3 separate regions of the Sus scrofa genome follow, and all the other regions are linked to region 3. Evidence: chromatin contacts called from public HiChIP or PLAC-seq data. All regions are on one chromosome and are shown on one strand. The core of a region is the stretch at or near the end of the contact, and the rest is flanking DNA. Distances in the headings are between cores, read along the strand shown.

Evidence for each region. HiChIP or PLAC-seq counts read pairs in DNA pulled down with a chosen protein or histone mark.
Region 1: an H3K27ac HiChIP or PLAC-seq map of alveolar macrophages shows a contact between it and region 3, with 10 times the contacts expected there. The contact joins two enhancer-like sites. A contact is called at or near these places in 2 of 47 Hi-C or Micro-C datasets (embryonic fibroblasts and heart right ventricle) and 1 of 2 datasets of contacts at active chromatin or transcription factors (alveolar macrophages).
Region 2: an H3K27ac HiChIP or PLAC-seq map of alveolar macrophages shows a contact between it and region 3. The contact joins two enhancer-like sites. A contact is called at or near these places in 1 of 47 Hi-C or Micro-C datasets (embryonic fibroblasts) and 1 of 2 datasets of contacts at active chromatin or transcription factors (alveolar macrophages).

Annotation. Positions count from the first base shown.
Region 1 is chr13:198,475,933-198,479,581 of Sscrofa11.1, forward strand. All of the region lies in intron 1 of RUNX1 (runt related transcription factor 1), which reads right to left. Among named protein-coding and RNA genes, the nearest start is that of RUNX1, 160 kb to the right of the region's middle. Within about 2 kb of position 2,284, at least 1 of the 83 cell types and tissues checked has an H3K27ac peak or open chromatin away from gene starts, as enhancers often do. A contact at or near this core is called in alveolar macrophages, where this site is marked.
Region 2 is chr13:199,137,387-199,141,223 of Sscrofa11.1, forward strand. No RefSeq gene overlaps it. Among named protein-coding and RNA genes, the nearest start is that of SETD4, 450 kb to the right of the region's middle. Within about 2 kb of position 2,290, at least 3 of the 83 cell types and tissues checked have an H3K27ac peak or open chromatin away from gene starts, as enhancers often do. A contact at or near this core is called in alveolar macrophages, where this site is marked.
Region 3 is chr13:198,855,247-198,858,930 of Sscrofa11.1, forward strand. The region is part of intron 1 of LOC106505851 (a long non-coding RNA gene); the gene reads left to right. Among named protein-coding and RNA genes, the nearest start is that of RUNX1, 220 kb to the left of the region's middle. Within about 2 kb of position 1,340, at least 4 of the 83 cell types and tissues checked have an H3K27ac peak or open chromatin away from gene starts, as enhancers often do. A contact at or near this core is called in alveolar macrophages, where this site is marked.

The sequences.
Region 1 (3,649 bases), core at 1,034-3,533, 380 kb before region 3:
AAGGCGTGCGTGTGGTCTGTGGAAAGCTTTCTCACTCTGTCCCCTGTCAGTGGCTTTGAGGACACAGGGCTCAGCGTTGAGCTGGAGAGTGGGGGTTGGGGAGGGGGGTAGACTGCACGAAGTCAACCCTGTAAAGATTTGAAATCATTTGCCCAAGGAGTTCATAGAGGCGCTAGAACCTGAATTGTAAGAGAGGGGAAGTCTGAGGTTGTCATGACAGTGAGAGGTTTGTCTGGAGAGCCTGCGCTACAGCTCTCTTTTTCTCTCATTGAATGCTGTTCTATGCCAGGCAATGGCCAAATGCTTTCAGATACTTTGCCTGGTTTAATCCCTGCATTTTTTTTTGCAGACCAGGAACCTCATTTTAGGAAACCTGCTCAAGGTTGTTTATGTCTCATTTCTGCGCGCGAGCTTGCGCGGGCGCACACACATCTACACACATGATGAGCTGTGTTTCTTTTTGAACCACAACGATGTATTTTTATGGGTGTCCTTTTTTAGCCTTCTGAAAAATTAAACTCTGCTCTCATCTTTCTCTTTTACAACATATTCTGTCTCAAATTCTCCATCAGATAACAGCCCTGAAATTCTTTATCCCACAAAATCTCAAAAATTTATGATTCATATCTTGAGGTTATTTCTGGCCATCTACAAAGTTTCAGGAGCAGGTCAAGGTCCCTTTGGCCCATAAATGGGAGCAATGGAGTGTCAGGCTGTGAAGGGACACGTGTGCAGGGTCTAGGAGCCAGGGAGACAAGGCACAGGGATTGGCACCACCTGGTGGGCTCTGGACTTTTCTGGTGGAGGTGACATTTCATTTGCCCCTGGGGGTTGTGTAGATTTACCCCAGGTGGTTGGGAGCGGGGGGAGGAAGGGCTTGGGGAAGGGTGGGAGGTAGGGCTAGGGCTCTCCAGGCAGAAGGATCAGCATGAGAAAGGTGTGGAAGAAGTTATGACCAGCCTGTCAGTTCCAGTAAGGTTGGCTCATGGGTTGGGGAGTGGCAGCTTGCAAATGGCATGACGCTGGCAGACATGAACACAGACAGGTCAAAGGCAGCTTACGCAACCTGGAGAAATCTGAACTTGAACGTGAGGGCAATGGGTTCTAGGAGCAACTTGGAATCTGGGAAATACCATAGTGAATACATATTTTAGGAAAATAAATCTGTCAGAGGTGGATAGGTAAATTGGAGGTGGGAGAGAAGGAGCAGGAGAATTACAGCCTGGCCAGGCAAAGACTTTGAGCATTAAGGTGAAACAACAGAGACAGAAAAGGGGGCACTGAGGGGATGGAGGGAGAGGGGTCCCCCATTTCTGGCCCAGGTGCTATAAGTAGCAGTCAAAACCATCAAGACCAGATGGTTTTGGAGGCAGACATCAGGAATCAGCTTGGGGAGTTCAGAACAGAATTATAGGTGCTGGTGGAAAAACAAAAAACACAGAAATGGTGGGATGGGTGTTGGGTAAGCTGAGTTTGGGGTCATTTGTTAGTTTGGCAGCATTAGAAACCCAGCACGCATGCCCTTCCCTCCTCTTACTGTTCTAGGGGGACACGGCCTGCATGCTAATAAGTACATCTCTCTATTTGTGGGGCTCAGTGGCAGGAAGCCACACACTGAAGTCACTGTTCTCCAAAAATCTTATCAGTGATATAGCTGTTTTATTTTGATTTCTGTCTGGTCAGCTTCTTTGCCTAGCTCATGATTGGCTCTGGATCACTGGAGAGCAAGGGTATCTTTTATTGCCCCCCCCCCAAGCCAACGCTATAACTGTCTCATTCTTTTTTGACTCATCTGCACCTGCACACAGACACAGAGCACTGGATTTTGAACACCTTGCCAGTGAGGCTCCCTCCTCTTGAATTCCCTAGACACCACTGCATAAACAGTGTGTATTGTAAGCCCTGGAATCCAGTGAGGTGCAGATTCAGTAGATTTGGGGTGGAGCCTGAGGTCCTGCATTTCCCACAAGCTTTCTAAGATGCCACTGCTGCTGGTCCAAAGAGCCCACTCAGTGTTGGCAAAGCCAACTGCTCAGTATCCAGCAAAAACTATATCTAGCACGTGCTAGACCACATTGCAAATTCAAATCGACATGAAAGCTATCTGGACTTTTCAAACTATTGTGATGGGCTGAATGTTTGTGTCCCTCCCCTCCCCCCCTCCTGCCCAACTCATATGTTGAAGCCCTAAATGCTAATGTGATGGTATTAGGAGCTGGGGCCTGTAGGAGGTCATGGGGTCTAGATGAGTCATGTGGGTGGGGTACTTATGATGGGATGAGTGCCCTTGGACCGAGAGACCGGAGCCTTTCTCTTTTCTCTCTCTTTCTCCTTGTTGCATGAGTACACAGCAAGATGACAGCCAACTACAAGCCAAGAAGAGGGCTCTCACTGGTACCCAACCATGCTGGCATCCTGACCATGGACTTCCAGCTGCCAGAACCACGAGAAATAAATTTCTGTTGTGTAAGCCACTCAGTCTATGGTATTTTCTTAGAGCAGCCCAAGTTGACCAAGACAACCATGACAATAGAAGCTCCCTTTTATCAGTGCGTCTGCCATCAGACCTCAGACTAAGGACCTTACAGGCATTATTCCATTTAACCCTCTAGCAGCAAACAGTCCATAATTACTCCCTTCACTTGATAGATGGAGAAACTGAGATTCAACAATTGGCCCAACCTGAACCCGTGCAGTTTGTCCCTGGCATGCCCAGTCAGAGCCAGCAAGCTAAACCACCTTGCAAGACCGTTCATATCACTATGCTATTATCAAATTTCTCCACTAGTTCTTGACAAGTTGTCTTTAAACGGTGTGACCATTCTTTCTCATTCTAAAGCAGCAGCATCCTCTAGAAGTGTAATGTGAGCTATACATGTAATTTAAAATTTTCTAGTAGCCATATTAAAAAAGGAAAAAAAATGTGTGAAATTAATCATATATTAAAATATATTTTATTTAACTCGGTATATTCAAAATATTTTTATTTCAATATGTAATCAATATAAAATTATTAATGAGATATTTTACTTTCTTTTTCTTTTTTTTTAGTAAGTTTCCAAATTCCTGTGTGTATTTTATATTCACAGTGCATCTCAACTCAGTCTAGCCACGTTTCCAGTCCTCAAATGTCACGCATGGCCAGTGGCTACTGTATTAGACAGTGCAGTTCAAGGGCAACCACTCAAAACACAATTTACTCTGAAGAGCAATTTTGCTACTATTCTGCTTGTGCTCATGTGAGCTCTGTTTTTAACCTACTATTAGTGAAGGCCATTAAGTAATGCATCTTTCTTGAGTCATAGTTTCCCTCCGAGCTGTCCTGAAGCAAAGTTCAGAATTCTATTACAGCATCACTTGATTGACTTGGAGTCATAAGGACACACATACACAATGAAGACAACTAAATTGCAAAGGCCTAAGGACCACTGCCATTGCCACTAATGTACTTTCACAGCCACGGATGAGCCACAAACCCACCTCATACATTGTTCATTTCCACTTAACATTTACCAGCCACTGATGGGGCAGCCTGTACAATATGCTTTGGTTTCTTTGAGCTCTCAAAGAATATTGCCAAAGTGTCTTGACACTTTCTTTTCCAAGACATTTTTTTTTCCCTATGAAATTCATAGAGGCAACATGGATT
Region 2 (3,837 bases), core at 1,040-3,539, 280 kb after region 3:
TCCCCCACCCTTTCTTCTGTTGCAACATGAGTATCTAGACAAAGTTCTCAATGCTATTCAGCAGGATCTCCTTGTAAATCTATTCTAAGTTGTGTCTGATAAGCCCAAGATCTTAGATTTTTTTTGAGCTTTATACTCAAAAACATTAAAGACCAGTCCATTCTGACTTATATAAGGTCAGTGGTTTATAAGACGTGCTGGTCTTAATAGTTTAAAAATGAATATATTTGTATGATATTACATCATATCTTATATGTTAGTATGAGTTCTACCAACCGCTTTGTGTTGTTGTTTTGTTTTTGTTTATTTTTTTTCCTTGTCAGGCGCTAGGATTGGATATCACTACCTTCACCATGCAAATGGAAACACTCACAACACAACTCAGAGAGGATATCTGAGTCAGGAATTCAAAAGTTAGATGCTAGACTACACTTACCCTATTTATACCACAATTTTAGATGTGCCAATCATCAAGGCAAGCCTTGATCCAACATAAAAGAGCAGAATCTTGCTATTTCCTTCTTCACTGCTTCCTCCAACCTCTAATCAAAGGAATCAGTCTGGTCCCCGGGTCATGACTGTCTCCTGCCAGCCTAGTCACCTGCCCAGAGGAATCACTTCATAAGGCTTCATAGACTGTCACTCCCAGGACCATCCCTGGGAACCGGAGCAGCTGGTTCCCTGAACCCAGGCCCAAAAAATGGCTGTGGAGGGTGGATTTATGGGAACCCCAGGAAAGTCCTCACTGAAGCCACCCTCTTAGCTGGAGGACTTGGTCTCCAGAGCTGGACTCCCTTTGAACAGGGTAGATTCACCAGCCTTTCCTTCCTCTATGTAAATCTTCTCATAGGTCTTACATTTCATGGGCTATGGGACCATGTACAGGAAGTACTCATGACAAGGGGCCCTGACCTTGATCTTCTGTAGTAGAGGCACCAAGAGTTAGCCTAAGGATAAAGACCCATCTCTCCTTTAAGACAGCAGCAGACTCCAAAAACTAAAGTGTGAAAAGAAAAGTGGGTCCAAAGATGAGCACATCAACACTGTCACTGCCAAGAGCAATTGGTTGCACCTAAAAATAGTGCTGTTTTTAAGGAGAACTATTTCAAATATCTCTCTTTAAAAAAAAAAAAAATAGGCCCACATTACCAAACTTCATAAATTCCTATCTCCTAGAAAGACATTTCCACACTTAAAAAATAAATAAATAAAAGGTTCTGATCCATCTTTTATGTCCAAGACAGATTTCTTGACGCCACACATTCATAAATTCACTAACCATGCAGCTGTGGTTAGTCATATGGTTGCTTGGTTAAGTAACTGTGGTTTTCTTCTGATCCTTTGAAAAAAATACATTTTTAGCATATCTTCCATTTTTAAAATGTATTTTTTCATTCTTGCCATGCAAATCATTTGAAACGCTTCCCTAAAGATCTATATCAATAGTGTTGAAAGAAATGAATGCTTGGGAACAGGAAAAAACGTTAATGGAATAGACTTCCTGCTCTAAAGATTTGATGAATCCATGCTTCATTTAAAAAAGTTAACCCCTACTTGTCCACAGCTGCCAGGGGAGCATGGCTGGACATCAAGTGATCCCAGACTCCCTGTTAAAAAGCAGGTAATTGGTCTTATCACCAACAGCCACTGCATCTATAAGTCTATAGCATTATACTTGATTACTTGTGATATTTTTACTTACTCTCTCAAGTTTCACTTGTTCCCACAGCAGACAACCCCAAATACCTCTCAAGTAAACTATATTTTGCACTGCACAGCCCATGTGAAGAAATTCTCAGTTTGTTTATACTCTGATTTTCCAAAACTTAAAGTTGTAAAAAGTGTATTTGTTGCCTTTAGCACAGCGTAAATATTTTGCCTAAAAAATCTCAGTATAAACTTTCATCTATCTTTTGAGGCCTCAATTCACTTTTCCACCTCTGAGGATGCAGTGATGGAGTGTCCATCAACTCGAGACATTTAATTACTGTTTGCATGCCATGGTTCGCCTGTGGACTTGTTCCTCACAAAGCTGAAACCAGCATCTTTGAAACCAGGCACAAATAACAGACCAGCGACAGCAAAAGACTTTTCCACAGCATCAATAAAATCTCTGCAGCAGGCACAGGCAGCCAATGGTCAGAGAGTCCCAGGAGATCTTCCACACAGGATACGCATTTTGTTACAGAATTCCTCAATGCCTTTTTGCTGTCTCCCTAATGACCAGTTAAATGGGCTCCCTCGAGGATGCTTGAGTCAGCGCCAGCTTGAAAACTGCTGAGGAAACATCCTCTTTTACTGGAAATGATTTCCATCAAACTGCCATGTGCCATATTTAGACTCAACGCTTAGTAACACCCAGCAGAAGGGGCTATGTTTGCAGGGCAGGAGGCCCTGCACTGTGAGAAAAGAGCTTGCTTTTGTCTGGCCCAAGTGACCGCAGGGCAGTGAGCTGGTGAGTCTGTGGCAGGCTGTAGCCAGAGGGACAGAATTGCTTCTATCTGGAGCATCAGGCTCCCTTCTGCAGAGGCAGCTGCTTATTCCCATCCTGCTTGTCCCAGAGATACAAATGGGGTGGTAGTTATTTAAGTCTGTGCACATCTGCCTGGCAGCAAGAGATCAAAACCTAGCAATTCTGTTCACCTGAGCTCAGCAAGGGTATAGGGGGCAAATATCTCTTCTCCCCCATTTAAACTTAGATCATAGAATTTAAATCATAGAAAAATAATATTAAAATGTCTTAGTTATGGCATACAATTCTGCTAAACAGCTGAGTCACAAAATTTTTAAAACTTCTTTATGCACATGCATACATATAACGATATAAATGTTTAAGCATGATTATTCAGACATGGGATTTTTTTAAGTGAAATATCCTCCCATAATTTTGTCCTTGGCTTCTCTCCTTTCCCTTTTTTTCCTCCACCCCCCCATCATCCCACAGCCCCAGATTAACTTATACTAACAATATATCTTGCAACTTTCCATGTTTTTCCTTATGCTCATATAATGCTACACAAACATACAGACATATATGCATCCAGTTGGTCACTTCTGCTATTGTTTGATGTCTACAAAAAGAGGATCCTATCGCAAACACTTTTCTGCATTTTTTTTTCTCTCAATAAGAAATCAGGAAAATCCCTCCAAGTCAATCCCTATAGCTCTGACTCCAACTGTGTGTAGTATTCCAGGATACGCAGGTTCATCATTCTTTCAACTGTTCCCCTCTAAATAGACAAAATAAATAGTTCTTAAACTATGTCCTTCTCCCTCTCTCTCTCTTTTTTTTTTTTTAACATTTCTACTGGAAATCAGAACAGAGAATGCTTACCCAAATCCTAAATATATATTTCTTTAATAAAGTACAAGAAAAGTTGTCCCTTTTCCTCGTGTTCTCCCTAACACAGATGTTATCTTCTACTCAGTGCAGAAGACAATACTGTTTCAAAGTGTAGGTTTTGTTATTATTTAGCTACCATAAGGGAACAAATCAGGAGATGACTGCTGTGGAAAAGATGGTTTGTTACTCATAGTTCCAAGAGGAGAGGGCATGCCCTGTCATGTAGGGCCACACAGGGAAGCACCAGGGTCACCCTGGAGAAAGAAGCATGAGGGGAAAACATGGGAAAAGAGATTTTATTATGGTTTTTTCATGGGAAGGAATGGGCAAGATAACATAATCAAGCTAAGCAGGTTTAGGATTAGGTAGTTTAAATCATTTCAGTGGGCTCTGGGTTATAGACACTGTCTCAAGTTGTCTGGTACCTGGACCTGGAGTGATTGTGGAAAGGTAATGTTGAGCCAGAGTATAAAAAATACAGATCTAAAAAATGC
Region 3 (3,684 bases), core at 90-2,589:
ATGTCATGAGTGTGTGAGAGCCTGACTCTAATCTCTTCTTCTGCCTTCCAGAGTCCACACTCTTAACTGATACAGCATTCTGCCAACAGAATATTGAGTCTACACAGTCGTCCTGCTCTTGAGACTGCTAGGGCTGAAAGGAGGGCCAGAAGGGAAAATAAGAAGGGGTCACCACAGGTGGCTGATTTCACTGGCCAGACATTTTAGTCTCTTTCTTTGATTTTTAAATGGAAAAGAGCAAAGCTAGAATAAGGCTGATTTTTGAATTCATATGTATGACAATTCAAAACATGTATTATAACATGATTAAATCCCCTAAAAAAGAAATAAATGGGTGAGAAAAGACAGAGAAAAACCGTGTGTGTATGCATGTAAGGATGCTTGTTAATACAGAGGTTTCCTCAAAGGACTAACATTTTAGTTTGAAAAGGTAATTTGTGTGGTTAATTGTCCTTGAGGGAATTTAAGTTATACAGCTTTCAATACATATACTATTAAGAAATTTAAGGCATATTTGGGGGAGTATTTGACCTCATACCACAACTAACCATAAGTGACACAGGGTGTTGTAGGTTGAAGAGCTGAACTGTGTCCCTTAAGATGTGTGACAGTCCTAATACCTGGTACTTGTGACTGTGACCTTATTTGGACCTAGGGTCTTCACAGATGCCCTCAGGCTGACATGAAAATTATTAGGGTGGACCTTCATCCAAATGTGACCGGTGTCCTTATAAGAAGAGGAATATTTGGATGCAGATGTGCAAGGAAAACTCCACGTTGATGAAAGAGGCAGCAGTGAGCTGCACGAGGTGACGAAGATGCAAGACGAGGAACCCCAAGGAGTATCATCAGCACCAGAAGCTGGAAGGGGCAAGCGAGGATTCCACCCAGAGTCTCGGGCTGAGCCCGGCCCCGATGACACCTTGGTTTTGGACTTTTGGTCTCTGGGAGTGTGAAAGAATCCATTTCTGTTGTTCTCCACCTGATTTGTGGTATTTTGTACTGAAGGCCTCAGGAAACTAATACACAGGGGTTTGGGCAGGAAAGGAGCAGTGCAGTTTGAAGACAAGAATAATTGGGTACTGGAGGAAAGGGGAAGAGAAATAATGATGACATAGGAAAGAGGTGACATGTCCCGGAAAAAGAGGAAGTCTTGACGCACCTACTTTTTTTGTTTTGATTTTCTTAGAATTCAAAATATGCCGAAAAAAGTTCATGTAAGTTGAGTGTCACAGATATCATCACAGAAGAGAAAACCACCCACAAACCTTGCTGTCCAGATGCATGAGGGTGAATCAAAACGGATGGTATACTTCACGAAAAGGAACCAAATATGTTATCATAATTACTAAACAGAATATCACAATGTGACAGTGTGTGTGTGTGTGTGATGCAGTGCGCTGAACAGCACTGACCCTCATTGAGAAAGAGCACTTTTTAGGGAATTTCCCATTGGATTTTTTTTCCCACTCTGGGTCTCACGCACTGACAGCACCATCCTAGAATAGGGTGTTGATAAGACAGCTTTTAACTCAGATATTCATGATGATCACAGAAGAACTGGATCATTGTTACTGGACAGGCCACAGGAGGAAGTATGAATTATTCACCATGTGGATTTACATGAAATGATCTGTCTAGGACATGGGACGGATTCTGGGAAAAGTCCCAGTTTTGTTCGCAGTGAAGCACAGGAGAGATGGCTTCCCAGGGTGACCCACAGAAACACCTCGGCAGAGGGCTGATGTGGGGGCTCTGTTGTTCATTGAACTTTGTCGTTGGGCCAGTTGGTCTGTGTTCCTCTCAGGATCTTTATACCTGGCCTTGCCTTTGCTTCTCGCCAAGCTCAAAGCCTTCCCTGACCTTCTAATCCCAGGACTAACCAGATCCCCTGTAACTGGAGCAAACTTGACCTGCACACCCTGAGAAGCTGATGTTCTGTTTTGCCAGCGATGTCAATGCATGAGTGATTTTTGTATTCCCATTTTGGGGAGATAGTCTCTTTAACTGATGGCATAAACTGTAACCAGATGCTGCCTTCATTCTCTTCTTTCTATGGTTTGTTGCCCAGGCTCTGGAAGGAACCTTGACATCAAGCTCTACTCATGACATTTAATAGCTGTTTGACACAGGCTACATTTCTTAACCCCAAACCAAGTTTCCACACCTGTCAGATGGTCATGTTACTATTGCAGATCCTTAGTAAGCATCGAATGAGGCAATTTTTAGAAGTTGGTTTCTTTTATTATAAAAATGGCTTATCCACTCTGGCATTTTTAGAGGGATGTGAATGGTAGGGCTACACCCAGAGAAATGAGGGACTGTCTCATATTGGAGGCTAGATCCCAGGGCCTTTGGAGAAAGCACTGTGAGGTCTGCCCTGGTACCTGTTAGATGACACAGGTTCCTGTTGTCACAGTGGGATGATCACACCCATCCTCCTGCTTGTGGTCCTCCTTTCCTTGGTCCTTCTCTCCACACACCCTGCCCCCCCGCCCCCCGAGTGAGCGCATCCATCCAGGGTGAACAAACCATTGTAATGGTGACGGCTCTCAGCTGAGCTCCAGGCTACTGTATCCAACTCCTCCTCCACTGGTGCACAGACCTCTCAAAATTAAACTCTCTGCTGTTGTTCTATTGCTTCTTGCCCACTCTGTCCCATTTCTCCTTCGTCTTCCACATTTCAGAAAGTGGTGTCATGGGCCATCCAGCCAATCCATTCAAGAGCCATTATCTCACACTCAGTCACCAGTGAGTTCTTTTTTTTTTTTTTTTTGGTCATTTTAGGGCCGCAGTCATGGCATATGGAGGTTCCCACACTAGGGGTCAAATCAGAGCTGTAGCTGCTGCCCTAACACCACAGCCACGGCAATGCCAGATATGAGCCACATCTGTGACCCACACCATAGCTCAGGGCAATGGCAGATCCTTAACCCACTGAGCAAGGCCAGGGACAGAACCTACATCCTCATGATATTAGTCAGATTTGTTTCTGTGGAGCCACAATGGGAACTCCCACCAGTGAGTTCTGCTGATGCCAAGTCAAGACTAGATCTCAAATCTGTCCTTCCCCTCTCCCTCCCCAAGACTCTTGTTCCCACCACCCATCTCTTTATTCCTCACCCTTGTCCTCCCATCCACACTACACCCTAGAGGCAGAAAGACAGCTTCTCAAATATAAATGAGCTCATTTCACAGTCCCACTTACAACCCTCTGCTGGCTTCCCAGTGTACTTAGGCTAAAACCTAAGCTCTTTCCTGTAGCTTCCAAGGCTCTGAATGACCTCCTCCCTGCCCACTTCTCCACCTTCCTTCAGATCACTTTCTGCACATTAGTTTCGAGCTACCTCCTGCTTGGTGCTTTCCTGCCTAGGGCCTTTGTACCTGCCATGCCCTCTGCCAGGATGGGTCTCCCACCTGATCTTCCAGTGGCAGGGTCAGTGGAAAGGGCACCTCCCCAGAGACCTATACAAACCACTCAATTATAAGAGGCCCTGGTTCTGCAGTGTTCCCCCATTCAGCCCTACTATTGTTTTCCTCAGAAAGCACAGCATGTGATTATTTTTATGCGTTTTCTATTGTATTGCTGTATAACATATACCAAAGTGCACTGATTTTAAGTGTGCAGCTTGATGAATTTTTACATATCTAAACTTGCATCACTACCACCCATAGCAAGAAATA